Regions from separate parts of the Mus musculus genome. Here regions 1, 2, 3, 4, 6 and 7 are each linked to region 5. Evidence: chromatin contacts called from public Hi-C, HiChIP or PLAC-seq and promoter capture Hi-C data. All regions are on one chromosome and are shown on one strand. Each heading gives the region's core, a stretch centred on a gene start, on an enhancer-like site or on the middle of the called end of the contact. The rest is flanking DNA. Distances are from core to core; before and after follow the strand shown. Region 1 holds the start of 4933427I22Rik (RIKEN cDNA 4933427I22 gene). Region 2 holds the start of Pax7 (paired box 7). Region 3 overlaps Arhgef10l (Rho guanine nucleotide exchange factor (GEF) 10-like). Region 4 overlaps Rcc2 (regulator of chromosome condensation 2). Region 5 holds the start of Igsf21 (immunoglobulin superfamily, member 21). Region 6 has its middle 33 kb from the start of Gm1667. Region 7 overlaps Arhgef10l (Rho guanine nucleotide exchange factor (GEF) 10-like).

What was found. Promoter capture Hi-C pulls out the DNA fragments that hold promoters and counts their contacts. A called contact is a pair of places that touch in the nucleus more often than the background predicts. HiChIP or PLAC-seq counts read pairs in DNA pulled down with a chosen protein or histone mark.
Region 1: an H3K4me3 HiChIP or PLAC-seq map of forebrain shows a contact between it and region 5, with 4 times the contacts expected there. The contact joins the promoter of 4933427I22Rik here to the promoter of Igsf21 in region 5. A contact is called at or near these places in 1 of 39 promoter capture datasets (hippocampal neurons), 2 of 484 Hi-C or Micro-C datasets (the N1E-115 cell line and embryonic stem cells) and 5 of 115 datasets of contacts at active chromatin or transcription factors (embryonic basal ganglia, embryonic forebrain, embryonic midbrain and 2 more).
Region 2: a promoter capture Hi-C map of embryonic stem cells shows a contact between it and region 5, with 22 times the contacts expected there. The contact joins the promoter of Pax7 here to the promoter of Igsf21 in region 5. A contact is called at or near these places in 10 of 39 promoter capture datasets (the 3T3-L1 cell line, cranial neural crest, embryonic stem cells and 4 more), 8 of 484 Hi-C or Micro-C datasets (all in embryonic stem cells), 8 of 115 datasets of contacts at active chromatin or transcription factors (astrocytes, embryonic forebrain and embryonic stem cells) and 1 of 9 other capture datasets (embryonic stem cells).
Region 3: a contact with region 5 is called in a promoter capture Hi-C map of hippocampal neurons, with 12 times the contacts expected there. The contact joins the enhancer-like site here to the promoter of Igsf21 in region 5. A contact is called at or near these places in 3 of 39 promoter capture datasets (hippocampal neurons and liver), 4 of 15 datasets of contacts at CTCF or cohesin (the NIH/3T3 cell line, embryonic stem cells, hippocampal excitatory neurons and 1 more), 86 of 484 Hi-C or Micro-C datasets (the AML12 cell line, the AtT-20 cell line, B cells and 52 more), 16 of 115 datasets of contacts at active chromatin or transcription factors (PVALB interneurons, astrocytes, bone marrow-derived dendritic cells and 11 more) and 1 of 9 other capture datasets (pancreatic islet).
Region 4: a contact with region 5 is called in a Hi-C map of cortical neurons, with 2.5 times the contacts expected there. The contact joins the enhancer-like site here to the promoter of Igsf21 in region 5. A contact is called at or near these places in 3 of 39 promoter capture datasets (the 3T3-L1 cell line, hippocampal neurons and liver), 7 of 484 Hi-C or Micro-C datasets (the HPC-7 cell line, the N1E-115 cell line, cerebellum and 3 more), 2 of 115 datasets of contacts at active chromatin or transcription factors (astrocytes and embryonic forebrain) and 1 of 9 other capture datasets (embryonic stem cells).
Region 6: a promoter capture Hi-C map of neural stem cells shows a contact between it and region 5. The contact joins the enhancer-like site here to the promoter of Igsf21 in region 5. A contact is called at or near these places in 4 of 39 promoter capture datasets (embryonic stem cells, hippocampal neurons, liver and 1 more), 3 of 15 datasets of contacts at CTCF or cohesin (embryonic stem cells, hippocampal excitatory neurons and stem cell-derived epiblast-like cells), 72 of 484 Hi-C or Micro-C datasets (B cells, the HPC-7 cell line, the N1E-115 cell line and 37 more), 20 of 115 datasets of contacts at active chromatin or transcription factors (SST interneurons, VIP interneurons, astrocytes and 13 more) and 2 of 9 other capture datasets (embryonic stem cells and pancreatic islet).
Region 7: an H3K4me3 HiChIP or PLAC-seq map of embryonic stem cells shows a contact between it and region 5, with 3 times the contacts expected there. The contact joins the enhancer-like site here to the promoter of Igsf21 in region 5. A contact is called at or near these places in 1 of 39 promoter capture datasets (liver), 1 of 484 Hi-C or Micro-C datasets (embryonic cerebral cortex) and 4 of 115 datasets of contacts at active chromatin or transcription factors (embryonic basal ganglia, embryonic forebrain, embryonic stem cells and 1 more).

What each region holds. Positions count from the first base shown.
Region 1 is chr4:139,941,640-139,945,449 of GRCm38.p6, forward strand. 4933427I22Rik (RIKEN cDNA 4933427I22 gene) reads right to left here and starts at 1,880. Exons shown (of 3, transcript NR_045159.1): 1 at 1,769-1,880; 2 at 632-787.
Region 2 is chr4:139,831,398-139,835,075 of GRCm38.p6, forward strand. Pax7 (paired box 7) reads right to left here and starts at 1,571. Exons shown (of 9, transcript NM_011039.2): 1 at 1,430-1,571. The coding sequence starts at 1,514. It overlaps Gm46873 (a long non-coding RNA gene), which reads left to right and starts at 2,071. Exons shown (of 3, transcript XR_001784470.2): 1 at 2,071-2,157.
Region 3 is chr4:140,548,080-140,552,031 of GRCm38.p6, forward strand. The region is part of intron 22 of Arhgef10l (Rho guanine nucleotide exchange factor (GEF) 10-like); the gene reads right to left. Among named protein-coding and RNA genes, the nearest start is that of Gm42335, 55 kb to the right of the region's middle. Within about 2 kb of position 2,147, at least 19 of the 459 cell types and tissues checked have an H3K27ac peak or open chromatin away from gene starts, as enhancers often do. A contact at or near this core is called in the N1E-115 cell line, cerebral cortex, hippocampal neurons and 1 more, where this site is marked.
Region 4 is chr4:140,723,177-140,727,087 of GRCm38.p6, forward strand. Rcc2 (regulator of chromosome condensation 2) reads left to right here. Exons shown (of 13, transcript NM_173867.5): 13 at 1-44. Among named protein-coding and RNA genes, the nearest start is that of Padi6, 18 kb to the right of the region's middle. Within about 2 kb of position 1,770, at least 32 of the 459 cell types and tissues checked have an H3K27ac peak or open chromatin away from gene starts, as enhancers often do. A contact at or near this core is called in cortical neurons and hippocampal neurons, where this site is marked.
Region 5 is chr4:140,245,541-140,249,485 of GRCm38.p6, forward strand. It overlaps Igsf21 (immunoglobulin superfamily, member 21), which reads right to left and starts at 1,271. Exons shown (of 10, transcript NM_198610.2): 1 at 762-1,271. The coding sequence starts at 831.
Region 6 is chr4:139,875,351-139,878,946 of GRCm38.p6, forward strand. No RefSeq gene overlaps it. Among named protein-coding and RNA genes, the nearest start is that of Gm1667, 33 kb to the right of the region's middle. Within about 2 kb of position 1,896, at least 9 of the 459 cell types and tissues checked have an H3K27ac peak or open chromatin away from gene starts, as enhancers often do. A contact at or near this core is called in neural stem cells and stem cell-derived motor neurons, where this site is marked.
Region 7 is chr4:140,638,400-140,642,317 of GRCm38.p6, forward strand. All of the region lies in intron 1 of Arhgef10l (Rho guanine nucleotide exchange factor (GEF) 10-like), which reads right to left. Among named protein-coding and RNA genes, the nearest start is that of Arhgef10l, 26 kb to the right of the region's middle. Within about 2 kb of position 2,527, at least 19 of the 459 cell types and tissues checked have an H3K27ac peak or open chromatin away from gene starts, as enhancers often do. A contact at or near this core is called in embryonic stem cells and forebrain, where this site is marked.

The sequences.
Region 1 (3,810 bases), core at 630-3,129, 300 kb before region 5:
TTGAATTTCTACTACTCCTGCCTCTGTCTCCCAGGTGCTGAGATCACAGGTTTGTACCTCCATACATGGTTTATAATTCAGGCCCTATACATGCCAGGCAAGTACTGTACCAAGCGAGATGCATCCCTAGACACTTATCTAACCTACATTAGTTTATTTTGCAGGCTCCATACACTGGAGTCTAAGAGAATAAAAGAAAAACATTTCTTGCTTAGTAGAATATAAATACATTTATCTAAATTAAAGACAAGTTTAAAGAATCTTAGTGTGTGTGTGTGTGTGTGTGTGTGTGTGTGTGTGTGTGTTTGTGCAGTGCCCTCAGATGTCAGAAGGGGGCGTCAGATCCACCTGAGCTGCAATTACAGACAGTTGTCAGCAGTCCATCATGGGTGTCGGGAACAGAACTCAGGTCCTCTGCTGGACAACAAGTGTAAGAACTGCTAAGCCATCCTCTCCAGCCCAAGATGAGCAGCTTCCTTAACTGAGAACAAAACCTGGGCCATGGCAGAGAGTACTAAATCCCAACTCTCCCACCATCTTAGAATGTCCATCCAAATTTTAAGAAGCTTAAAGCCACAAAGCTCATCTAGTCAGCTTATGAAACATTTAAAATGCTGAGAATTTGACTTACATTGTCCATGCTGTGCGTAGACCCCAGATCAAAGGCAGATGCTGGTCTCATTTCAGGAACACAGTGGCTGCCTGTTCCATGCCTGGCTGTGTAGGACCGTGAAAGGCAGCCTGTTTTGGTTGAGCGAAGCTTGTTCCGGAGACCCAGTAGAAAACTCTACAATGGACAGAACAGTAAGCCACATTTCCAGACATAGGTGCCTGGCACCACGGAGCCCCCAACTTCATAATCCTGTGACTATAAGTCTAGCAGACAGTGTTCCAAGCTCCTGGCATTCTGGCTGGACTCCACCCCCACAGTTACCTGACAGTAGCCAGGTATGCTCCTCCCTGCAGTTACCTGGCAACAACAAGGTAGCCCAGGCAACTACAAAAGGAGCTGCTTGGCCCCTTCTCGCTCTCTTAAGCTTTCACCTTTCTTATTCTGATCTCCAGCCCTCCTTCTCTCCTCCCTTCTCCCCCTCTTCTCCCCACATAGCCATGACTGGCCTCTTTCTTTTACCTTCTCTCTTTCTCTCTGCCGGTCTACAATAAAGCTCTAAATCCATAGACTTTCTCTGCTCATCAAGACCCACTGTGCTTGAATGATGGAATAGGCTTTTGGAAGGCCTTCCTGCGCTCCAGCCACAGCCACAGACCGGACCAAAGACTCTTGCCCATGTGAGAACCACCCAGAACCCCCTCTCTCCCTGCCCTCTTCACTCTTCAGCCCCAGGGATGATCGAGCTGCCTCTGGGGCCTCCACTTTGTTCTCAGCTCCATATGGTGACATATGGTGGCATCTGGGATGTCCAAGACTGAGAACCTGTTATCTCTGGCCTCCGTGAGGCCCAGAGTCCTCAGACTGCCCCCTGCCCACCCACTGCGGTCCTGGGGTCTGTGGCTTCACACAGTTAGACACCCACCCGGGGCTGCGTGGAGAGTGCGTGGCAGTCCTCCGAGTCCGCCCTCCCAGAACACTGGAACTCTTGCGGGATGCAGGATCTCTTTCACTTCCTTTATTCCCCCCATGCCCGCTGCCCCACATGGCTGTCCCCATCAGCAGCTGAGCTTGGAGTCTGTCCTCTCCTCTGACCTAATTTGAAGCAAGGCCTAGGTCAGTCCAACTCCTGTTTATGGATATAAACCTACCCATTACCTCCTTCCAATGACCCTGTGAGACAGGATCACCCCCATTTTATAGATGCCGAATTCAGGCCGGGTGAGAATGAACGAGAAGTTGAACCATAGGAGACTGCTTTCGGTAAATGGCCATGCTACACATTCCGGAACCACCACACAGCGTTCCAGAGCCCTGATCGCCTGATCTGTCCCAGCGGCAGAAATGGAGCTTATCTGGTGAGCTCATTCACCGTGTGCAAACGGCCCTAATTGCTTAAAAACAGTGTGCTGTCTTAAGTAGGTTAAACAGTCCCTTCTGCAATCTTGTTTGTACTATTAATTTGAGTAACAAACTCTTAATGAAGGCAGGCAGGCACCAGCCCAGCCAGGCTAAGAGGAGGATTACAAGATCCTGTTTGCTGGAGTTGGGTCTGGGGGCGTTGGCTGCCATGTGCTTCCCAGCTGTGCTACCAAGAACTCTTGGGATAAAGGGCCTCCGAATGAACGCGGCAGTTGCCTGAATTATTAAATGAAGGGCTAAACCAAAAGAAATGTAAGAATGTTGCCAGTACAATCGTGCCAACATAAGGTCCTGCCGGGCCCGTTCAGCAAACAGATAAGACTCCATTTTAATTAGCACACTAATGGTCTCCATCAGATGAATGCGGAAGAGAGCTCAAACACAGTTTATTTTGTTAAGTGGGCTTCGCAGTGCTCCCTGAGGCCTGACATCAGTGCTCCACTGCTCTGCAGCCCAAGAGCCCCCACATCAGACTTGTGTGGCTCCGTGTGAGAAAAGGAGCCTGGGATGGTTTGTATATTCTTGGACCAGTGAGTGGCACCATCTGGAGGTGTGGCCTTGTTAGGTGTAGGTGTGTCACTGTGGGTGTGGGCTTTAAGACCCTCATCCTAGTTGCCTGGAAGTCAGTCTTCCACTAGCGCCATGCCTGCCTGGATGCTGCCATGTTCCCACCTTGATGATAACGGACTGAACCTCTGAACCTGTAAGCCAGCCCCAATTAAATGGTTTTTGTTGTTGTTGTTTTGTTTTGTTTTAATTTATTTTATAAGACTTGCCTTGGTCATGGTGTCTGTTCACAGCAGTAAAACCCTAACTAAGACAGAGCCCTATCCAGACCTGGCTTCTAGAATCCCTTTGAAGAAATCAAAGATGAGGGCTGCTAAACTCCACCCAGTCCAGACTCCACCCAGTCCAGACTCCACCCAGTCCAGACTCCACCCAGTCCAGACTCCACCCAGTCCAGACTGTTGTCAGCTTAACAAGATTTAGAAACGCCCAAGAGATGTTTCTCTGGGCATGTCCATGAGATCGTTTCTAGACTGGATTAACTTAGAACTGATTCTGACTGTGGGCAGCACCCTTCTTCAGGCTGGAGTCCAGGACTGAGTGAGGAGGAGAAATGGGGCAGAGCCTCAGCATCCACCTCTCTCGGCTTCCTGACTGCAGGCACAATGTGACTGCCACACCTTATGTTCCTGTCGCTAAGCCATCATGGACTGCACCGTTCAGGCTGAGCACTAGAACAAAGCCCTCTTGACCCGGAAGAGGAAATCTTAATTGAGAAAAAAACTGCCTCCACCACATTGCTTGTAGGCAAGTCTATAGGGGCATTTTCTTGAGGAACAATTGGGTGGCAGAGCCCAACACACTGTGCATAGCGCTCCTGACCAGTATAAGGAAGGTTGCTGAGTGGGAGCCTGGAGAACACGCCAGGAAGCAGTGTTTCTCTGTGGCTCCTATTTCAGTTCCTCCTCTGGGCTCCTGCCTTGAGTTCCTGCCCTGACTTCCCTTGATGGACCATGACTCAGGAAGTGTAAGCTGAGAAAGCCCTTTCCTCTCCAGGCTGTTTTGGGTGATAGTGTTTATTACACCGGCAAAAAGCAAACCCAGACACTTCCTTAAGTTGCTTTTTGCCAGGCATTTAGTCACTGCAAGGAGAAAAGCAAGTAATAGACCTGTCACTGGCACCACCAATCCATCCTCCGCCAGGTGACCCGAGGGACGCACTTACAACTGAAGCCATCCTGTTCTTAGAAACCATTCATGCCAGATGTTGG
Region 2 (3,678 bases), core at 321-2,820, 410 kb before region 5:
CTGAGCTGTTCCTACCGCCCCCTCTTTACTTTCCCGCTCCCCCCTCCTTCACCAATTTTTCTTTGTAAAAGTAGGTATCTGAAACCACTCTCAGATTTAATCAGAAATCGTGCGTCGCCGAGCCAGAGTCCCTCGGTCTCCGTGGCGGGGTACGCCATTAGCGCTGGAGAGCTCTCGAACGCCCAACTTTATATTCAAGAGCCTCTTTAGCGACCGGCACTCGGCTCTCCTCAGTATTCTGCGTCATGTTGGGCAAATATTGTCCTAATCCTTTGCGCGTCCTTAGCCGCCTGTTTTGCTTGCATTCGTTCCAGGAGAGGACTCCGGCAAATCCCCGGCTGCCGCGCTCTCCCGCCTGCGTGGCCGCTCGCGCGCACTTGATCACGCAGCCCGCTCTCTTCGCCTCTGTCTAATTCGGGGACCCGGCGGCTTCTCGCTGCCCGAGGGAGGGGGCTCCCTCCCTAGATCGCCGGCTGCCAGACCGCCCCTTCTCGCCTTCTCTCCCCATCCTCCCGCACCCACAAGTGGGGCCCACACAATGACAAGAGGGGCGGCTAAAAAATAAAATTGGCACGCCGTTTCTAACTGCTCCTGAGACACCATGGGCTGTCTGAGCCGAGGAAACTAGAAGACCCTTCGGTGACTGGCTGAAAGCCTTCCATAGGTTTAAATAGAAAAGGGAGGGGGCGCGCAAAGGGGCCCTTTCTCCTCTCCCGGCCGATCGCCGCCGGCCGGTCCCCTCTGCATCCCCGAGTGGCTAGAGACTCAAAACAGTCCCCTGGATTGCTGTACCCTCTTTTGGTCTTGAGTTTCTTTCCCGGGACATTTGCAGACTTTAGAAAGACGTAGGGAAAAGTTATGTTTTTAATTTTTTTGTTTTTGTTTTTGCGGGAAATAAGGCACTATGCATTGTTTTTAATTAGTTTGTGTCGGGGCCGGGAAAAAAAAAAGCCAGTTAGTAAGTTGCTTGGGAGGAAGCGGACGGTCTGGTGGAGTGGAAATAGAGTGTCGCTTGTTGGTATTTCGAAATAAAAGGGGTTGGAGGGACCCCATCCCGACTTTGAGGGACCAATTCAAAACTAGGGAAGAAAGCCGGCGGCGCTGCGCAGAGACCCGGGAACTCTGTTGTGTCAGAGAAGAGTGGGAAACCCTGGAATTTACCGGAGCGCAAAACGGACCAGATGCGAATTCCCCGGGGAGTCGCATCCTGCGGCGAAAGGCCGGCAGCCGGTGACCCACGGAGCGCGGGCCGAGGGTCAGCGGAGTCCACGCAGAAACTGACAAGTGTCCGCTCTAGAAACTTCCCGTGTCCCACGCGGAGACTGGGACCCAGCAGAGCCCAGGAAGCCCCGCTGCTCGCTCCCCTGGAGGGTGCCATCTCCGAGGTCCTCCGGGGGACCCTGTAAAGGCCTCCTGCGCGCTCTCTTACCTTCCAGGGGGAAGCCGGTGCGCGGGTAGTTCTGCCCCGGGCCGGGTCTCATCATCCTGGGGACCGCGCCGGGCAGCGCCGCCATTCCTGCGCACGCTGGAGACGAATCCAGAGTCGGCTGGATAAACCTCTTGGCGTCTCTTCCTTTCACCCCTGCTGCGATCCTCCTCTCCTCTTCTTCCCTCCCCCCCCCACTAGCCTCTTCCCCCTCCCTTCTGCACCCCCCCCCACCCGGTTGCAGACGCGCCCCTTCCAGAAGCTGGGCGCGGGGGGGGGTGAGGTGGGGGCGGGAGGAGTGGAAGGTGGCGACAAGGAAGTTCAAACAAACAAACACTCCAACCCCAAGTCCGCCTCCACCCGCCGGGCTCGGCCAGAAGTTAAGCCGAATGACACCGGCTGCCGTGGGCCGAGCAGGCCGGGCTCCCTGTCCCCAGCTGCGCCTTGCGGGCCACCCGCTCCCGCGCTCCCGGCCGAAGTTCCTGAGCCCAGAGGTTGCGGAGTGGCTTTCTTTGGGTCTTTATTTATATATTTATTCTCTGGCTCGGACTCCCTCCTCCCCTCGATCCCTCCTCTCAGCGCCTCTTTCTGCTGGCCCTCACACCCTGTCCCCCGGAGGACTGGAACGGGGACGCGCTCCTGCTCGGGTTTCGGACTGGAGGGGAGGTGACCCGAGCGACAGGGTTGGGGAACACAAGAGGAAAAGCGAGGGGGCGCGAGCGATCAGCTGGGTAAGTTGTGCAAAAGTGCTCAACGGCAGGGAAGGGGAGGGAGCAGGCTGCAGCCAGAGAGATCTGATAGGTTCGGACTTTTCTTTTATTCATGAGCAGGAAAGGGGGCCAGTTCGGGAGGGAGAGGGGACCGATAACGAAAAGAAGTCTCCAACGAGTATTTTTTCCCCTTCCTTTTTAATCTCCAACTCGACCTCGTTCTTTTTTTTTCTTTTTCTTTCTTTCTTTTTTTCCTCAGGGGGTCGCGGGGGAGGGAGATAATTTGAAACTCTGAGTCCAGGGATGGCGTGGGCTGGGGGTGCTCTGAGGGAGGGAGAGGGTAACTTCTTTTAAGTGTTGTCCAGAGATGTGCTGGCAGGTCTGTGCTCCGGACGGCTTTCAGCTGTCTGCCCGCTGTGTAGGAAAGCCGGCCTTGGGCTGGGATCTTCTCTGTCCGCTCCGGCTATCTCTGGCCTCCTGGACTAGGGTCCACCGCACGTGTCCCTTCTCTTTTTAGTTCACTAGCTCTGAACATTCCTTGACAACTACTCCCTCCCTGGGCGGAACAGAGTAGGGTGACATCCCCGGAAGAATTTTGACTTCGCTGATACCTGTCAGGGCTTTACTGCTTGCGCCTGGCCTGGCCTGGCCTCCTGCAGCTCGGAGAAACGCAGCAAAATATACATCCCCAGAGATGCTGGCAAATCCGAGTCTGCCAAACCCTGGGGAATAACCTCTCCAGCTCCTCCTCCAGCTCCTAGGCCACCACCTTGGAGCCCTTTCTAGTGGACTCAGAATGTCCTGGAGGCGACATCAGCAAGGCTAGGGATCTGGGAGTCAGATGGGAGATGAGTGGGAGACAGACAGATAAAGCTGGGTACCACCAACTCTACTCCTCCACTGGAGGGCTGGGGAGGTGGTGGCCCAATTAGTTGCGCTCTCTCTCTCTCTCTCTCTCTCTCTCTCTCTCTCTCTCTCTCTCTCTCTCTCAGAGATCCCACAATTCTGTTCTCTGATGCCACAGTAACCAGTGGTCTCTGCCTTAGGACATAGATTCCTAGGGTTGAAAAGCCCTCCCAGCAGGGTAGGATGCCACCCATTACAGATCTTTTGTGCCCCCCCCATACATCTCCAACACTCCAGTAAAGGGCCTCTCTGGCCCAGCCCTGGAGGTGAAATACAATAAAATAAATCCAGTCCTCCAGCTCATGCCCTGCCCAGCCTTCTTGGAGGGGGTCAGTCTGGTCTTGGCCTGGGGGTGCTCTCTGCTGGCTGGCCTCAGTGTGTCCTCTCCCTTCCCCTCCTCCTCACCTGTGACCTTTGCCCCTCTCAGCATGCTACTGACCCTTTCTCCTAGCTGAGGGGTTCATCAGACTTCTTTGTGGGGCAGGGGTGGGGGTGGGCTTCCGGGGATGGGAGACCTGTGGAAAAGCTTGTTAAATATATGCTTGCAGGATTGAATGGGGAGAGGAGAGAGGCCAAGTGGTTTTAGACTCTGCGGCCTGAGTCACACCTACCAGCCAGGTGGGGAGACAGAGTTTT
Region 3 (3,952 bases), core at 897-3,396, 300 kb after region 5:
AGGGACACTTGTCCAGACCTCAGGCTTGCTTGTGACAGGAAGCCGACTTCTAGGAAGCCAGGCGCACGAGAGAGGCAGGGTACTAGCTGGAGAAAGGAGGCAGGCTTTGCATGGAGCTAGCCTCGGCTCCAACCCTACACCATACACCAGCTCCCTGTATGTAAGTGGGGACCTGACATCTGGCTGGGATGCTCTTAGGGCCTGAAGAAGTCAGCTAAACAATGTGGAGCACAGGCCCGGATGCCTGGCACCCAGCATCCCTGAGGCTCTCAGGGCCTGCATAGAATTCTTCAGCCCTTGGCATGAACCACAGCTGAGTGACTACACAGCCAGCAGGTCAGCGGATACAGCTTGAATGGGTTCTCCATAGGCCAGTGTGCTAGGAGCCTGGTCCTCAGGGTAGCAGGGCAAAGGGGCAAGACCTTTAAGAGGCAGGACATAGAGGGAGGTGATTAGATGCTGGGAACATCATCCCAAGAAGAGATGAATGCAGTTCTCATGGGACCCCAGTTCATTCCCTTGAGAGTAAGCTGTCACCTAATGAACCAGCCTGACCATGAACCCTGCCTTCTAGTCTCACCAAACACTGGCCTCCACATGTGATCCTATCATAATGCTATGGCCCTGAGACCTTACCGGGGAAAGGTCTGGGGCTGTCTGAACATGAGTTGTCCAGCTTCCAAAACAGTGAGGCAAATAAACCTTTTTCCTTTTTACAGTGTCTAACCTCAAGTATTTTGTTATAGCCAGAGAAAACAAACTATTACCAGTTCTGGCTAATGTAGGCTGGTGACCATCAGAACAGAGGCTCTCGACCTGGGAATCTGAGGACTAAGTTGTCTGGCTATATGCCCTCTGTGGGGCCAGGCTACAAGGCACTCAAGCCTCAAGCATCTCAGAGAGCCTGAGAGATGGCTTGGCAGGTAAAGGGGCTTGCCGCCAAGCCCAAAGACCTGAGTTCAATGCCCTAAGCCCACATGGGGGCAGGGGAGAAGAAAATGGATACCCAAATGCGCACCATGGAAAGCCCCCCCCAAGTAAATAAATAAATAAATAATGTAATTTTTAAAACTTAAAGCATTTCAAAATGGACACACTCTACCCTCCCAAACCTGTGGCCTTCAGACAAGCCTGGTTTGTGGCATGTCCTCCCCTGACCTCCCACTGCCCCTACTTTGGAATGGAGTCAAGAGCCCAAAAAGAACCCTCAGACACTCCAGCGGTCCACAGCCTGTGGGAACCCCCAGGGGACCTGCTGGGATGTTCACCTCTCTTCCTTGAACCTTGAGTGCATCGGACACAACTGCATCAGGGGTGCACACATATGCACATGCATATGTGTGCACACAAGTGTCTGAAGGTCAGAGGTCAACACTGTCAACACTGTCAACAGTCAACACTGTCAACACTGGGTATCTTTCTCAACTAACGTCCACCTTCTTTTTTGAGACAGGGTCTCTCACTGAGCCTGGAGCCCCACCTGTCTCTTTCCCCCACCACTGGGATTGCTACAGGTTAGCAGTACACACCGATCTCTTTTATATGAGTGCAAGGATCAAGTTCTTGTTAGTGTGGGAAGCAGTTACCACTAGGCCATCTCTCCAGACCTTTAACCATACAATTTAATCCTCACTGTGACCCAGTAAGGGGGGCACAACTGTCTCTCTGGTTGGTACTAAAGACGTGTTGCTACACTATGAACTACAATGCTTTCCAGTGTCACACGACTGGGGCATTCCAGGCCAGGAAACAACTCCAGCAGGAAGGCTCCCAGTCTTCGCCCTTTTCCAATGGCCAGCTCCTCCGAGACGGGGGTCTGGCACAGCCCAGCATGAACACAGCTGTCCGCTCTGAAGACAGCATTACTCTCAACCCCAGGAAAAGCAGAATTCAACACACACTTCACCGAGCACTTACAGGCCAAGGTCTTGTCTGCCCAGGAAAGAAGCGAGGCCAGCAACTCCCTTGCCCAACTCGAGCCTCCTCAGGGGGAAGAAATGGGCTGGCTGCCCACTCCTGTGGCCACCTGAGAGCCCGAGTGAGTGGAAGAGAAGCTTGGGCAGCCGCCTGCATACACATCTGTTCCCTCAGTAATTGGACAAGGCTGGCAGTCTCCGCTCTAATTCATCCGGCTGCCAGCGCAGCGCTTGATGGGGCACAGCTGTCTGGGCTAGGTAGGAGGCGGGCAGGGCTGAGCTAGAACAGCCCAGGAAATACGGCAAGACAGGCTCTGGCGGCTCCCCCAGGAGCCCCTTCCTTCAGGCCCATTACCCATAGATATTCATGCCTGTCTCTCTCAGCTGATGTGGGGCTCCTCTGCCAGTCCACGTGTTCTGGAGCCCTCTAGCTCCAAGTGAGGAGATACACGGGCCCTCACTCATCCTCCCACGTTCTGGACGGCAGATGAGACAGAAGTCTGCTAGGGGACTCCGCCATCTCTCTCTGACCTATGACAGTTCACTTGGGTGTGGCCTGTGTACCTGCAGAGGCCACACCCCAGGGTCACCCTTGGCTAAACAATGCAAGATCGACCCAGACAATCTCCCCTCCACAGACACTGGCTTCCACTCCAAGGCACACAGGTAACCCCCACTCTTTCATTATTTCCCTTTAAAAAGGCCCAGGCAGCCCATACTCTTCAGGATAACTTTCCTTTGAACGATTACATGGGAGAGTGGAGAGATGGCTCAGCAGATCCGTTAAGAACACTGACTGCTCTTGCAGAAGAACTGGGTTCAGTTCCAAGCACCCACACAGCATCTCACAACCATCTGTAACTCCAGCTCCAGCTGGATCTGATGCCCTCTTCCGGTCTCTGTGGGTACTGCATGCATGTGGTACACACACACAGAGCATGCCAGCCAAATGCCCAGACACAGAAAATAAAAGTGATCAAATCTCAAAGAATTAGATAAATTTTAGGTATTCCGAGGCTTTATTCTTTATCCTGATTGGGTGGGGCTCGATCGGCAGCAGGAGAAACAGCCTTTCTCAATTTTCCCTGCTCCCAGCCCTGGCCTCCAGGGCCCAGGCTGGGCCAGCCTCTGGCAGGGCCCCTGCACTGGACTCCAGGCCTCCTCTTCTATGCACAAAGCCCCCCTCCACGGGTTCAAATCAAGTTCTAGATGACACCACTGCCTGCCTTGGATCCATAGGGACTCTGGGAATGAAACACTACAAGATTCTCGCGGTCTCCCTCGCCCAGGGCCTAGCCTCATCACCCAGAGCCAAGAGTCTCAGTGTCCCCTCCAGAACTCACATTGCAATGTAACAGCCACTGTCACAGCACTAGAAGATGGCTCCTTTAAGAGACAATTAAGCCAAGCTCAATCCTATTCCCTGCCTTCCCTTTTTGATTTGTCTGCTCCATATTGATTTGGTCACTTAGAATGTGGGTCCCCAGGGCCCTCTGGGGTGTGTGTCATTCTTGCTATATGGATCTCTGTTTAATGCCACCTCCTCAGGGGCCTCCCTGAACTTGCTAACTGTATAGCCCCCATTTCCCCCATGCCTACTGTGTCTCTTCTCTATATTCCCCTCGATTCCCTTCTGCGTGCTGAGGTCCTGCCTGTCTTTGTCCACTAGACTGAAGGCCGCATGAGGCGGGGACCTCGTACGTCCCGGTCACCACTGCACACCCAGTTCTAGCATTCAATAGGTGCTCAGGGATGACCCGTGAACAGACAGATGAATGGAGGAATGAACGATGAACTTACATCGCCAAGGTGCTCTGTCAGCTCTTAGCGCCCCAGTCTACAGCCCAGCCCGCACGGCTCCTGCGACTATTTATCTGTGCTGGGTCCCACGCTCGCTCGCCCGTCCCAGAGCTCAGGGTCCTCATCTGCTTGGGAGAGGATAGACAACGGTTGCTCCAGATGGAGGGGCGGGCTCTGCCAGGACATAAGGGACAAGTGACGGCTGTGGGGGCGAGCTTCCTGGTGGTTAATACCAT
Region 4 (3,911 bases), core at 520-3,019, 480 kb after region 5:
CTGGGAGTAAACATTTTAAATAAACGGCGTCATTGTTTACTCTGCGTTGGCTTTCATGATTCCTCTTCAGTAGCGTGGAGTGTGTCCCCAGCCCTGTGCACGTGCCCCGGAAGAGTGACCAAAGAGAGCTTCCTGCTGGGCTGGAAGGGTGCAGAGAGCCACGGGCCCGTGGGGTAGTGGCCAAGGGCTTCCCAACTAGGGCTGGACACAGTCCTGAAACACACATGGTCCTAGCTGGTTTTTGTGGGTGGGACAAAGTCTCGTAGCCCAGGCTGGCCACCTTCCCAGTGCCCTGCATATATATGTGAGGTATTCAGCCCTAGGTTAAGTGGGCTAAGTGTGGCTGGCTGGTGACATTTTGCATCTCAGTACCTGGGCAGTTAAATGAATCCTAACCTGTAGTGCTAATCTGGTTATGCCCCAGCAGTTTAATAAGCTCTCTACTTCTGAAGTTTCTTCCCTCGCTGTCTTCTCTGACCCTCTGCTTCCCCTGGCTGGTGGAAAGACAGAAGATTGACTATAAAGCATTACAGTGCAGTGTCTGAATGGAAACGGGGGGGGGGGGGCGTGCGGGGGGGGGCAGAGAAATCAGCATTTGAGTAACACATGGATAACCTTTACACAGTGCACAAAACCGTCTACAACCTGCCAGGGGCCTACCGAGTGCTGGCAGTAAAGGTGTGAGCCATCCCACCCACATATGTGTAGATTTGACCTAAGGCGTTCCAAGACTTGGGTTTTGGTTGTGAGTGAACAAGCGTTTTCTGGCTTGCTTACCTCTACCCAACCTTATGAGCAGTCTGTAGGGTGCAACCCTTCCAGGAGCACTTGTAATCAGCCTCCAAACTTCACAAAGGATCAGAGGGTGCCTGGCCCCTTCCTTTCTGCCAATTGCCCACCAGGGGGCACTGTAAGGTTAGCCTTTTATGCCACAGGAATGGAGCTTGGACTGATGTCTTGGGGGGCGGGGGGGGGGGGCTACTACATATCCTGGCTGCTATTTCCTGTAACACATGACAGTCCTGAAGTCAGGTCACTGTTCTTAATGTTTTGTAGAGGAAAGTTGTAGACAGGCGGTGAGCTCGGTCACAGGGAAGGGGCCTGGTGGGCAGACGGACCCTGAGAGGTCCCAGTTGTGTCCCCTGGCCACCTCTCAGGAGTGGCCTTGGGACAGTTCCTGCAGAGCTAAAGAGACCCCTACTTTCTACAGCAAAGGCTCTCAACTTTCCTAATGCCGAGACTCTTTAATACAGTTCCTGTGGTGACCCCCAACCATTAAAATTACATGGCTGCCTCGTAACAAATTTGCTATTGTTAACCAATTTTTAATGTCAGTATCTGTGTTTCCCAGTGGTCTGTGAAAGGGGTCATTCAGCCTCAGGGAGGTTGGGACCCACAGGCTGAGAGTCACTGTTTTACAAGTTGTCCTTGCAAGGTCTGGAGCCTGCTAGTTGCAGCTGTGTCTGGAGAGCCAGCAGCCTCCCACAGCCTCCCATTGGCAGTTTCCTTAGGATGAAGTGGGCTGTGGGGGACCTTGATCTGCCATCGAATGTTTACCCTTGTTGGGAAGGTACGAGACTCTGGTGGACTAGTGTTGGAGAGGCCCAAGACACAGCCTTATCCAGTCTCTGGACAGAGTGACCATAATTTAGAGTCAGCAAGGGTAGGCAGAGCCGAGCCTGTGATCTCCGTGTTTAAAGCTTCATTGCTCTGTGTGTGGGTTTGCTTCCATATGCAGCTGTACCATGTGTCACAGACTGCCTGGAGACCAGATGGAGAAGCCCTCTTGTGGGAGTTTATAAATCCGCTCTAATCTCTCTGGCAGATAGCAAGGGACTCCTTCACCCCGAAGCTCTAGATACTAGAATAAAAGACACACACAGCCTTCTATTCTAATATGCGTTAAGCAGCTCAGTGTCTGGGCACTTCTAAACCTCCCTGTGGCTAACACACCCTCCCCTCTGATATCCCGAAATTATTACTAAAACCTGTATTCCATCTTGGCTGCCCCGGACTCAGGCCATAATCCCTGACTCTCATGTATTGTCTGTCTGTCTTGTACTTCTCACACGTGATCCTTCTGCTTCCCCGACATGACAGGACCATTCTGAATCGCTAGGGTTCCCGTGGCCAGGAAATCTGAGGTCCTGCCTCTGTCTCCTTGCCCAGCCATTGGCTTCCAACAACTTTATTTGCCAATCAGAACCAGCTCAGCGTCTTACACATAGATATGTGGGTTCCCCATAATTTTGGGGGCCAAACTAATACAAGTAACAATAAAACCAATCCACAACAGAGCCCCTAGGACTGGAATTACTGATGGTCGCGAACTGCCGTGTGGGTCCTCTGGAAGAACGTCTGCAGACATTAACCACTGAGCCATCCCTCCATCCCCTAAGTGTTTCAAGGGAAACAGGACTCCTGGGGCTCGGTGCTAAGAAGTGCTAGGCTTGCCATTCCGGTGAAGTGCTTGTCCATCACACCAGAATGTTGCCAGAATACTGGGTTACACCCCCCCACTGTCAACATAGGTACACGCATGCCAGCCAGCACTCAAGCAGAGGCAAGGAAATTGTTAGCATTTCAGGTTTTGTGTTTGCGGGTGTACCTACATAGATGTGGTAGAACCGTCCATGAAGATGGGAATCTGTCCTGTGTGGGCCCCAGGGGTCACACTTGGTTGCCAGGCTTAATGGTCTTTACCTTTTGAGTCATCTCTTCAGCCCTTTACATAGGGAGTTCAAGGCTGGCCTGGGCAACTTGAGACCCTGTCTCCAAAGGGAAAACACAAAGCACACTTTCTGGAGGTGGAGGGTCACATAAGTGAATTTGGATTGTCAACTTATCCAAATCACCCTCACGCTGGCCAGTGTTGCTCCAAGTTGTAGCTGGTCCTGGAATAGTCTCCCTGCCCAGAGGTCTATTAGCACTGACCTTATTCTAGCATCTTACAACCAGGCTGAGCCCTTCCCAATCCAGGACATGGAGGCACAGAACCGTTAGTCAGATACGAGTCTGATGCCAAGTGGCCACTGGCTTTCACAGAATTAGCCACTCATAAGCCCAACACAAGAGGCTATTACAAAATGAAGTATCAAGTTTTAAGAAGCCACATATGTGGGTGTCTACTAGGTAGATTGTGGAAGATAGGTGCATCCGATGTCTCAAGGACCATGCTGCTAGAGCCCAGGGGCCTACAGCCAAGCTGAGCCTGCTAGGGTCCCTGCAGGAATTTGGTCAGGGACCTCAACAGAAAGAGGCAAGTCCCCCAGAAAGAGCCCTGCCAGGACAGGCAGGTGCTTTCTCCCTCCTGGGCTCAGTACTCTGGCTCTAGGGATGGATCTAGATGTACAACTAACCATCCAGGAATGCAAGCAGACATGGGAATCCTATCCTCTCTGTTATGTGTCAGGGTCCAGCCTAAGAGTAGGGGCCACAGCCACGAAGCTCTCTGCAGCATCAACTGTCATCTTGGATTCATTAAGTACAAGTGAGCAAGAAACTGCTTGTCACCGAGGCCAGAACATCAAACCCACCCCTATCCCTGAGCAGGCCTCGCCACCGAGTAGCTCAAAAGTCACCAAGTGGCTCCGCGAGGCCACCGCTGTCGTGGAAAGGAACGCAGGGCAGGAAATTTCCGCAGGACAGCTTGGGGTTAGACCCTTCACCCCTGGCTCCATCAGACTGCAAGGCCACATACACCCCCAGCTACTTACAATCCTTAGGGGTGTGATGGTCGTCACTGCTGGCTCCAGACTCTGCTCTACCCTGGACTCAAAGGATCAGAGCCACTGTTTTCAGGTTTGCCAAGGACAGTAGGAACCTACAGATGTACCCGACCCTAGAACCCCGCCGCTGTTACCAGCACCGCTTGACCCAGGCAGTGAGACTGGACACCTGCTCGAGTGGAG
Region 5 (3,945 bases), core at 21-2,520:
GTTCAGCCTAGGCCATGACCAAGCCCATGCGGGACACACACACACACTCACACACAGATGCGAGCCATACTGTTGAAACTCCTCCAGCCCCAGATGTGCTCACAGTTCCCTGCCCAAGTTCCCTCGATCTGCACCTGCTCCCAAACCCAGAGCTTCTAGGACCTCAAGTCCTGTACTTCCACGTGTAGCTGGGTACACTCCTGTCCAGCTCTAACAGAAATACAGTCACCGGCTGTCACACAGCCCTCTAGAGACCAGGCAGCACACCGGGGATCGGCGTGAACCGCCACACCTCAAACACCCTTTCCTTAACAGGCTCCCACATGCCGCGACGCTCACACACTTACCCTCCTGAAGGAGTTCACACCCCCAAACACTCAGACTTTCTCTCTCACCTCTCCATGCAACTGATCTAGACTCTCTGTTACCTCTCTCACACACACACCATCACACAGCCACATCTAAATGTACTCCCGTGCCCTCTCCAAACATAGCTGATTCTCGGACACTCACAGACCCAACAAAGACACACACACACACACACACACACACACACACACACACACACACACACACACACACACCACTGGCACAGACCCACGAGAGCTTTCTCCAAAAGATCTATCCTCTCTTCGCTGCACGGAAGCCCTCCTGGACTGTGCCTACAGCCCGAGACTCCCAGAGCCATCCGGGCCCGCGCCCTTCTCGGTCTTTGCGCGCATCCCCCGGCCCCGGGCTTCCGCGGGCGCCCGCACACTCACCGCGTGCCAGGTCCAGAATCGCGGCGAGCAGCAGGCAGGAAGCGCGGCGGAGGCTTGGAGCAGCTTGCATGGTGTCCAGAAGCTGGCGGCGCTGGCCGAGGCGGCGGCGGCGGCAGCGATCGCAGTGGCGGCGGTGGGTCCCCTCGCCATGGGCTCAGAAGCGCTTGTGACCCGGGCCGCCGGCCGTGGCGGTGACGAGAGGCGAGGAGAGCCGAGGGGAGGTCCCCATGCTACTGTAGCCCGGCCGCCAGGCTACCCGGGGCTGCTCTGGGCTGTACCGGGATGCTCCGGGCTGCACCACCAGGCTACTCTGGGCTGTAATAGGATGCTCCGGGCTGCACCAGACGCACTGGCTGCTCCGGGCTGCACCGGACCTGGCTGGGGCGCGCAGCTGCTCCCGGCTGGTTGGCTGCGATAGGCGGCCACGGCGGCCGGAGTCGGATCCGTGGCGGCAGTGGCGGAGTTTGGAGCCGAAGCTCTGCCCGCGCCGCCGCGCTCTGCCCCGCGCTCGCTCTTCTCGCGCCCCCTCCTCTCCCTCCTTTCCTGCCGCCCCGCCCCCGCCCCCCCCCACCCCCCGCGCTGCGCTCGCTGCCGTATTCTACAGACTTTTCTTTAATCCGTTCTGGGCTGTTCGGCTCTCGTCCGCTAAGCCGATTTATTGCAGAGAGGAGAACTCGCCCCCCTCCCTCTCGGCTTCTACCCTCTGCTCCCCCCACCCCCATCTCATCACAACTGCTTGCTTGTGAGCTGCATCCTCCCATACACACACACCAAGCTTCGCTCCACCCGAATCGCCCTCCCCACCCCTCCACCTGGACGTGTCCCTGGACGCCCCTTTCCTCCGCTTGGTGGATGCAAGCACCCTTCCTCCTTCCAGGAGAGAGAGATGCTTTCCCCGGAGGGATGTAGGTCCTCAGGGCTTGCTTTGACACCTATGAACGTCGTCCTTAGGGGCTTCAGAGCTTCAGTGTTCCACAAATAAGGGCTACCCTCCAGCCCGCGCCCCGCGCAGAACAGCTGCATTGTATGTGCAGGCTGGACCGGGCAAGGGAGGCATCGACTTTTTCTTCTGAGACCAAGATGTCACCTTAAAAAAAAAATCAGGGCTGACACCCCAGCTCCTCCACCTGAGAACCGGGGTGGGGTTGAAACTTGTGTCAGATCGTCGCTTTGATCGCTCACGCACTATTGAGCCTGGGCTGTGGGGTCTCCCACGTGAGGAAGAGGCAGGTGCTCCTAGCTCTTAGGGTGGTGGTGGGGGTGGTGGAACCAGGAGTTAGATCGTCAAGTTCCAGAATGAACAGCAGAACCAGAGAGTGACTCTGAGCCCCCAAACCAGGACCCAGGTCTCCTTATGCTGCATTCTCCAGGGAAGTCCCAGCTCCCCTATCTTTACTAAGCTGCTGCATCCTTGTTGCTCAGTTTACTTAGCCGGGCAATGGGTACACTGGCAGCCCCACTGGCTGCAGGCCTTGGGAGAGGGGTGGGCAGTGAGTAATGGCCTGGCAGGTGCTACTAGGAAAGACTTGTGCCAGGATGCCCCACGGAGTGACCCACTCTCCTCCTTACCCTCTGCAGCCTTGTCAGCACATGGCCTTTCAAGGCAGCTAGCTAGCTAGCTGCAGTTCAGGGTCGCTCAGCCTCCCTGCTCCAGGGAAGGAGCGATTTGCATTTATTTAGATCTGAGCGAATACGTTCACCTGACAGGCTTTAGAAGGATCCTCTTAGTAAAATAATAATAATGATCGTAATAAACCCTTATAAATAGGTGTTTGATTACAGTTTGTCCCTCCGTGGGTATTTTTTTTTTGAATCAGACTAATTGGTTGCTAGACTGATTGGGCTGGATCTGGCTTGAACACTGGAGTCTTGGGCCTTTATCCTTTCCCTGGCTGTTCTCCACTCCCCCTTGCTACGCCTCCAAGTCTCATCTTCCCCAAGCTACTGAGGGGTGAGCTTGAGGGCATCTCCCCTCCCCTCCAAAAAAAGCTTCCCCCCCACCCACCCCCCGCTAAGCAAGCCAAGGGAAGAGCACAACCCTTGCCTGTCTGATCCTGCCAGTCTCTCCCTCCCACCTCTCTGCTTCTGGCTTAGGAAAAAGCTATCCAGGATTCTAAGCCCTCGGTGTGAGAGGTTCCCTGGCTGAGGAGCTCCAAGCCCAGATGCCCCCCCGCCCCCCCTCCCGGGCTGGGCTAGGCTTACAGGAAATGCATGCATTGCTGTGTGGCCTTCCATGCTCTTGGAGTCTAGGTGCAACAGGATGGAGCCAGGTGAAGGAGGACAGGCAAGAGTTCTTCAGAAGGCCAAGTGGGCGTGGCTTCCCGGCCGCACCCACCTACCACTGTCCTTGGGGGAGGAGCTGAAAGGAGCAGGTCATTGGTGAAACTACCCATCAGTCCCAAGCTTAACCAGCTGGGAAAGAGGGCCAAGGTATTGTCTCCACGGAGTCCTCTAAGAATGGCGTCAGTGGAGAGGGTGGAAAGGAGAAAAGAAGTTTGAAACCAGGGAAGTCTGGTTTCACGGCTGAGTATCTTGGGCCTGGAGTTTTTTATACCTTAATGGACCCACCTTTATTCCCAAATCATCTTCACTATCCACCCTGTCCTTGAACATTACCCTGTGGAGAAAGTACTGTTCACCCTGGCCCGTGGCACATAGTAGGTCTTCACTGAGTATTGGATGGATGGAAAAATGAATGTAAGGCTGAATGAGGTTGGATAACTGGTTGGTTTGTTCCTTAGCTCTGAGCTCAAGCTGGTACTCGGTGGGTGCTCAGAGGCAAGCTGTAGCCACGAACCTTCTCAGAGATCCAGGATTGTGACGCTACTCCGCCCTGGTGCAGAGTTGGTTTCCCTTGGAAGGGCCAGGCTGCCAAAGCACGCCTATTACCATATGGTAATGATAATAGCAACAGCCCGCCTCCCAGCTCGGCCAAAAGCCCCGCCCCTTCGGCTCCATAAACCACAGCACTGGAGTCCTTTCTTCTGCTGCATAGAAAGGTGACTCGGAAGCACAGTCAGTTAACAGGGGGCTCTGGGAAACTAAGGCAAAGGAGAAGTCACCCAGGGCAGCCACAAGCTTTTCATTTAGTTTATGTCTACTGCTGCCCGCCAGAGGCGGTGCTTGCAGTTTGCTCTCCTGGCACTCAGACTCTCGAGTCACAGTGAACCACGCCTCTCTCTTG
Region 6 (3,596 bases), core at 646-3,145, 370 kb before region 5:
ATCCCAGGTCTGTGTCACATACGCATAAGTGGATGTTAGCCATGAAATACAGGACACCCATGCTACACTGTACAGACCAATGAAGCTAACCAAGAAGGAAGGCCCAAGCGAGGATGCTTGAATCTCATTTAGAAGGGGGAATAAAATAGTCATAGGAGGCAGATGGAGGGAGGAAACTGGGTGGGAGAGGGGATCCGGAGGGGAATAGGGGATGGGGTTCAGTATCAGGTGTGGGGAGGGACAGGAGAGATGCCCAGATGGCTATGAGAATGAATGGAAATCTGATAGGGATGAGGAGGTGGGGGTGGGGGCGGGCATCCCCAGGATGTGATACCCAGGAGATTTTAACTTGTGTCAAGCTGACAGTTAGTAGCAACCATCACACCTGGAGAAGGCTGTGTGGGGCACAGTGAAGGTGGAGATGCTCCGTTCATGTGGAGCCCAGGGGGACAACCGCAGCTTTGTCAACTGCTACAAACCAGTCTCTCAGGGACACCAGGCTCAGGGGCCAAGGCAGACATCCACCTGCATCAATCCTGAATCCTGACTTGAGGTGTATCTCCAAGCCCCGGAAGTATCTGCTGAGCACCACATGGCTAAGCAATGCCTTTGTAGGACACTGAGACTGGCTTTTTGTGGCAACTCTGGACTCGGGAACTCTTAAAAAAAACAAACAAAACAAACAGTTCAACTTCATGATTGATTGCTCGATTGATTAGTTGACTTATTCATTAATTTACTGAGTGTTTATTGAGTGCTCGATGGGAGCTGGGAGCAGTGCACAAGAGAGACAAGTCCCTGCCCTGCGGGTCACATGTCAGAGACGCAGTCAGAGAGGAAGTCAGAGGGTCAGCAGATTGCCATGACAGGACAGAGAGGCAAACAGAGGGCGAGGCAAGGAGACGATGTGGCAGAGGTGGGGAGGAGCTGTCTCGGAGGTACACTGTGACCGAGGCCTTCAGCTATGACATGTCCGAGCAAATGACCGGGCCAAGAGAACAAAAGATACAAAGAGCCAGAGACAGAAAGGGTTGATGGTGAGAGACAGGGGCCTGCCTTGTGTGAGAAAATGCCAGGAGTCTGACATGACAGCGGCTTGGGCTGCCGTGGGCCTGAAGAAGCAGGTTCATTTATTCATTTCATTTTATTATTTTTCTACACAGAAGGGAAGGACAGGAGGTAGGGCAACATAGACCTGGCCTCTCCCTGTGACGAGTTGCTTCAAGGAAGGGGATGTCAAGATGAGTCTCCTGAAGGAAGAGGGCCTCCCCCGGGACAGAGGGAAGGGTGGAGAAGTCTTGGAACATAGGGGAGTAGAGAGGGCACCCCTAAGAACAGGTGGGCCGTCAGGATGGAGAGGTCAAGAAGGGAAGGGCAGATGCCTGTAGCATGCAGAGGAGTAGACTCCTGCAGCACTGGAGGCAGAACCTGGCCTGCATCTCTGCTGGCTCTGCAGCCTCAGGCAAGTTCCTCCACCTTGGAGAGACTGTAACAGATGTCCCTGTTTGGGCCATCCTGACAGTGTGGTTGTAACTGGCCAGTCCCAGGCCCCTCAGCCCACTGGGGCCTCAGCTTAGCTCTGTCCCATGTTGGACCTTAAATGCGTGACTTGGCAATAAGGGAGGCGAGGCTCCAGCTCAGGAGTCAATGAAGCCACCAGAAGACCTAGCCTTGCCTCCCACTGGGGGGCCCAGCTCTGGAGAGAGTGCTCCCAGAGGCAAGCAGGACACATTCCTATTTAGGTTGTGTTCGCATAGAGCAAGGCCTCTAGCAGGCAAGACTCCCAGAGGTGACTTGTGGGGAGACCAACCCCCCCCCACTCCTTCCTGCCCCATCCAGAAGCTCCCAGAGCCTCTTGCCTGAGTGGTCTTGACTGACTGAGCCCGCCTCTATTCAGCAAATACGGAATGAGTTAGCGTAACAAGGCAGGTGCAGATCTGTGACTGGGATCTAGTGACAAGGTCAGATGGCTCCAGTGACTTTACCTGTTGGAGGGACAGACAAAACCAAGCTACCTGCCTCTGGGTCACTAGACGGACCCTTGACAGTGTGGGAAGGAGGTAGGGCACAGTGAGTCTGGGTGTACCAGCCACCGTGCCTCTGTCTCCAGCAGGTGGCAGCAGGTGACTGGGTCCTGGTTGCCAACTCACTAGCAGCCTGGGTTCAGCCAGTGTCCTCAGGAGTGGCCTCGGTTCCTGTTGTTAAGGTCTTCAGCCCTCTGTTCTGTCGGATGGCAGGTCTGAGCTCCCCATGAGGTAGGAAGGAAGCTCACACAGATAATCCAGAGATCAGGGACCAGAGTCAGGGAGGCAGCAGCAATGAACCCAGCCCAGAGCATCCCTCCATATCCCCTAGAGGAAGCCAGCACCCAGGGAGGTGACAGAGGCAACAGGCTCCTTGTTTTGTTTGTTTGTTTTGTTTTGTTTTGTTTTGTTTTGTTTTGTTTTTGTGTTTTTGTTGTTTTTTTTGTTTTTGTTTTTGTTTTTTGTTTTTTGAGACAGGGTTTCTCTGTATAGCCCTGGCTGTCCTGGAACTCACTCTGTAAACGAGGCTGGCCTCAAACTCAGAAATCCTCCTGCCTCTGCCTCCCGAGTGCTGGGATTAAAGGCAGGCTCCTTGGTTTAAATTCAATGTCCAGTCTCCGGAAACCTGCGTCAGATCTGGGCTTTGCCACTTGCAGGCTGGGGGCCTCAAGTGACAGACCCACACCCTCTGAGCCAGCACCCAGGCCCTCCCAAAGCAATGGCAAGGACCTGAACCCTCTGTGCATACAGTACCCATAGTATGGGATAAAGCTGCCATCAGGGACCTCCTAGTCTAACTAGAGGCTCATAGCCCTACTCAGGAGCCTCACAAGCCCTTCCATTTCAGGCTATGCCTTACAAGACAACGGTGACTTTTTTTTTTTTTTTGAGACAATACCTTGTGGAGTCTATTCTGACCTCACATACTCTGACTTCACACACTCTGGAGTTTCCCACAGTCTGTCTATAAAAGGTGCCATGCCCCAAGTGTGTGAACAAGTGCAAATACATGTGTGTGTGCATGCCTCAAGTGTGCATGCTGGTGCATACATAAAGTGTGTATGCATGCCTCACGTGTGTGTGTGCAGGTGCACATACAAGTGTGTGTGCATCCACGAAAAGGCTACAGGGCAATCCTGGCTATTTTTCCTGGGCTGCGTCTGCCTTGTTCTGTTTGTCTGGGGCTTTTGATTTCTGTATATGTGTGAATGTCAGCATGTCTGTGCATGCATGTGCCCTCAGAGGACAGAAGAGGGCATCAGATCCCATCTGAAACTGGAGATACAGGCAGTTGGGAGCCATCGTTTGGGCACTGAGTACTGAAGGTCTTCTGCAAGAGCAAAACATGGTCTTAGCACTAAGCTCTCTTTCCAGCCCCTACCTTGCTTTTTTGAGACAGGGTCTCTCACTGGCCTGAGGCTCACCCATTAGGCTGCACTGGCCAGCCAGTGAGCCCTAGGGATCCTACTGTCTCTACGTGCCCAGAACTGGAACTGCAGGCATGTACTACCAAATTCTTTCTTTCTTTCTTTCTTTCTTTCTTTCTTTCTTTCTTTCTTTCTTTCTTTCTTT
Region 7 (3,918 bases), core at 1,277-3,776, 390 kb after region 5:
AGAGCTCAGATCCCCAGGAATCCCTGCTGCCTCCCCGTTTTCAGTCTGACTCCCATATCTTGCAGGCACCTGTTTCCCACCCCGGCTTACGCCATCTCTATGACCACCTGTGCCTTTCACCAACACGTCAGGCTATGACTGGAGACGGTTGTGTTCTCGGGGCCGCCCTTCATAGATCTCGACAAATATTTCCTGAATGAAAGACAAATGAATAAGCCAAAGTCCCAGGAGCTTAGTAGAGCTGGGCCCAGCCAGGTCTGCTGGCCTGGGCATCTCTACAGATGCAGGTCAAGCACCCGCCTCACATCCAGAGACCTCCCCATCAGGGCAGTACCAGTGACCAGGCACATAGCCAAGAGGAGCCTCAGGGGGCTGCAGGGGGCAAGGGCAACTCAGAGCGGGGCCTCAAAGGGCTCCCCCTCACATGGCAGCCATTCTGCCAAACATTTCTAGCTCTGAGCATCTCGCCACCTTTTCCGAGCCAGTCCCTAGACTTCAGACCCATCAAAGGGGCTTCCCATGCAGACACTGGCCTGGGGCTGACCTGTGTGGTAGAGCACTTGCCTGGCATGCACCAGGGCGGGAAGGAAAACAGACCCTGGGTTCCGATCCCAGTAAACCCCCCAATTCCTCCCTAAGAGGTTCAAAGATGGGCATTCTTAGCTGACTGTCCAGAGCCCCATCTGACACAGACTCAGGTCAGAATTCTGGCTCGTGGGTTCTCCAGGACTCGGGACCGTCTGCTTACACCTACCACCTTTGCAGACACTTGGCCCCGCTTAGAGAAAATCCCTGATGCAACATCCAAACCTTCTAGGAATTGCTGAGTGAGTCCTCCCTCACGTGTCCTACCCCCTTGCCCAAATGTCTGCACCACCATGAGCCAGGTTGCCCCGGCCATCCCAGCCAGGGTGCAGTCACATGACCCACATTCGGGGGAAGTGATATCCGACAGTCAGGGTGGGAAAACAAAGGGCTGGGAAGGGGAGTCTGTGGATTGCAAGTTGTCACAGCTCATAGGGATGCCCCCAAACTCCACTGGCAATAGGTGTCAACAGTCCTGAAGGGTCAAATACAACATCTATGAGACAGGCTACTTCTCACTTGGGGAATGGAGGCATTCAGAGGTCAAGATCAATGGGGAATCCACGGCAGAATAATTAATGCATATGTTAAAGTCTCTGAAAAGTCCTAAGTACCAGACTCTGGCGAGCCAATGAAGACAAAGGGACCGGGCGTCCCTAAGTGGGCAAAAGCCCCACCCACCAAGATCCTACCCTGGTGACATGCCAACAGGAGGCAACATGCCGAGATAAACCGAGGCTGACAGGGACTCTCAGGGTTTCAAGGGAAGGCTCCAGAGTCACACGGGACAGTGCTCACACCTAACACGCAACCGTGCGACTTTGGGCTGACTGCTCACGTTTGCCCGCCTCATCTGTACAATGGAGATAAATTAGCCTGCGCCTTACTTACAAAACAACTAAACCAGATGATGGGCCGCGGTGCCTGTGGTGCCAGTGGTGGGACGGTGTGCCCGTGGTGGGACATGGTGCCCATGGTGAGCCGCGGTGCCCATGGTGGAACGCGGTGCCCGAGGTGGGACGTGATGCCCGTGGTTAGGACTCCAGCCCTGTAGGCCCCGTTCATGTCTCCCTGCTTTGGGGCTCTATAGGGCGTGGCTTGCCCACAGAGGCTGTACTCAGAGTGGGCGGGTCCTTGAGACCTGCCTGACATCTTGTCATCCCCACATGAGGTGTGGGCTTGCCATCTCTGAAACACAGCTCCCCATGGGGCAACCTCCCTCCATGGCCTCATGTGACCCGGGTTAATCAAATCCTGGACCTGACCCATGTGGTTTTCCCGGACACTCCAAGAAACTGACGCCCTGAAAGCTTTCAATCCGACCAAGTAAGTGGCTCCGGGAAGACCCACGCCCTGCTTCCCATCACCAGAGGCCCGGGAGACTACAAAGACAAAGTTCAAGGCTGAAAGATCTGTCCTGTGAGCCCCTCCCTGAGGTTACTCAATCTCCTGCGTCTGCACCTGAGAAAGCGTGTTTCATCCACCCTCTTAGGCTCTGTGACCTTGGGCAGGTTGCTTAACCTCTCTGAGTCTCTGAACTCCTCCTTCATAAAAAAAGAACTGAGCAGTGAACAGGAGGAAGCAAGCAAGATTCAGACACCAGGCTCGTCCTCGGGGGCTTGTACCAGCTTCAAAGGGTTTCCTGTGTCTCCTCCTCTTCCTCCTCACCCAATAGGTCCTCGGGATGAAAATTCTGATTGTGCATTCCCTTGGGACCCAAACATTTGAACGGCCCCAAAGTCCTTCCAGGTGACTCGGAGGTCTCCCATGAGTGGTCAGAGTCCTCCCCCAGCCTCCCCTTGCTCTCCTACCCCCTCCTCAGCTGCGAATCTCTGCTCTGCATCTGCGCCTGTATCCAGAAGGCGCTAACTAGACAGGCGTCAGACAGATGGACCTCTGCACACTTCTGGCAACCTCTTGGCAAGACCGAAGGAGGTCACCAAGGTCACGGACAAGGTAGCTTGCTGCCCTACCTCCCTTTACACAGCTGGGCGTGGTGGGAGCCTCTCCTGGCTACACAGCCAGAATAATGCTTGCACCTCTGACTTAGGGTTGATCTTCCCAGATCCCAACCCTAGAACTGCATGCAGGTCAGGTTCCTCACAAGTGGGCTCCCAGACTCTCATGTGGCCCCTGCGCAAACCTCTAAATGTGACCTCGTGCTGAACCAAATCCCGTTCCCCCCCCAAGCCATCCCTCAACTCCCCCACAAACTGGCGCATTCACTAACACTGCCACCAACCATGTATACAAAAGAAAAATCTACAAGTCACCTGATTTCTTCCTCCCTCCACCCGCCCTCTGCATAAAGTCTTAGTTTGCAATTCTAGCTGATTCTATCTCAGACACATAACCCTGATCCCACGCTTATCCAAGCTCCCTGGCACAACCTGAACCTATACCCTGGTTCCCCATGGCCCAGGGAGCCTACAGCCTCGCCCAGCAGATTGCTAAAATCTTCAAGTGACTATGGCAACTCACGGAGACTGAGGTAGGTGGAGCACAGAGCATGTGTGCCAGTGTATGGCTCAAACCTTCCTGAACTCCCACGCTGTCTCCATCCATTTATCCCCTCCACTGACTTGAAACTATGGCCTCCCTACCCTGAGTCTGGCCCTCAGCCCTGGATACCCAGGCAAATGCCTCCAAGTCGTGGCCACTCAGTCCAAGTGTCTCAGATAAATTATCAGCAGACAGGCTACTGCTTAACGGATCACAGAGGTGGGGAGGTGAGATCTAGCTGATATCCTGAGGTGGTTGTTGTTGCCTGCCCTGGGAAGGGACTGTGAGATCTCAGTTTCTCCCAGTTTCTTTCCTCTCTGGCAAACACTCCCACCATTACAATGCCATCTGCCATCTGTTGTGAGCCTGTCATCAAAGCTCAGTATGCCAAGGCACTTGTCACCAAGCCTGACAACCTGAGCTCAATCCCCAGGACCCAAGTAGTAGAAGAAAAAGACTTGACTACCTCTAGTTTGTCTCTGACATCCACAAAAGCATCAAGACACACACACACACACACACGCACACACACACACACACACACACACACGCTAAAGAAATTCATGTAAGGCATAAGTAAAAAGAATGTTACCTAAAAATATGTCATTCTGGTGTAAGAATTCTTTTGATCTAAAGGCCCTGCGCAAGCAGGGGGACAGCCCTGTGCAAGCAGAGGGGACAGGAGTGTCTCTGCCTGCTCCCTTCTGTCTACAAGCAGGGCCTACATTTCCCTTTGTGACAGGGACATAAATCTCTCTCCCTTAAACAGGAAGCAGAGGAATGTTGTCTGCCTAAGAGGCCTACTGAACATGTGTGATGGGCGACCTTGAT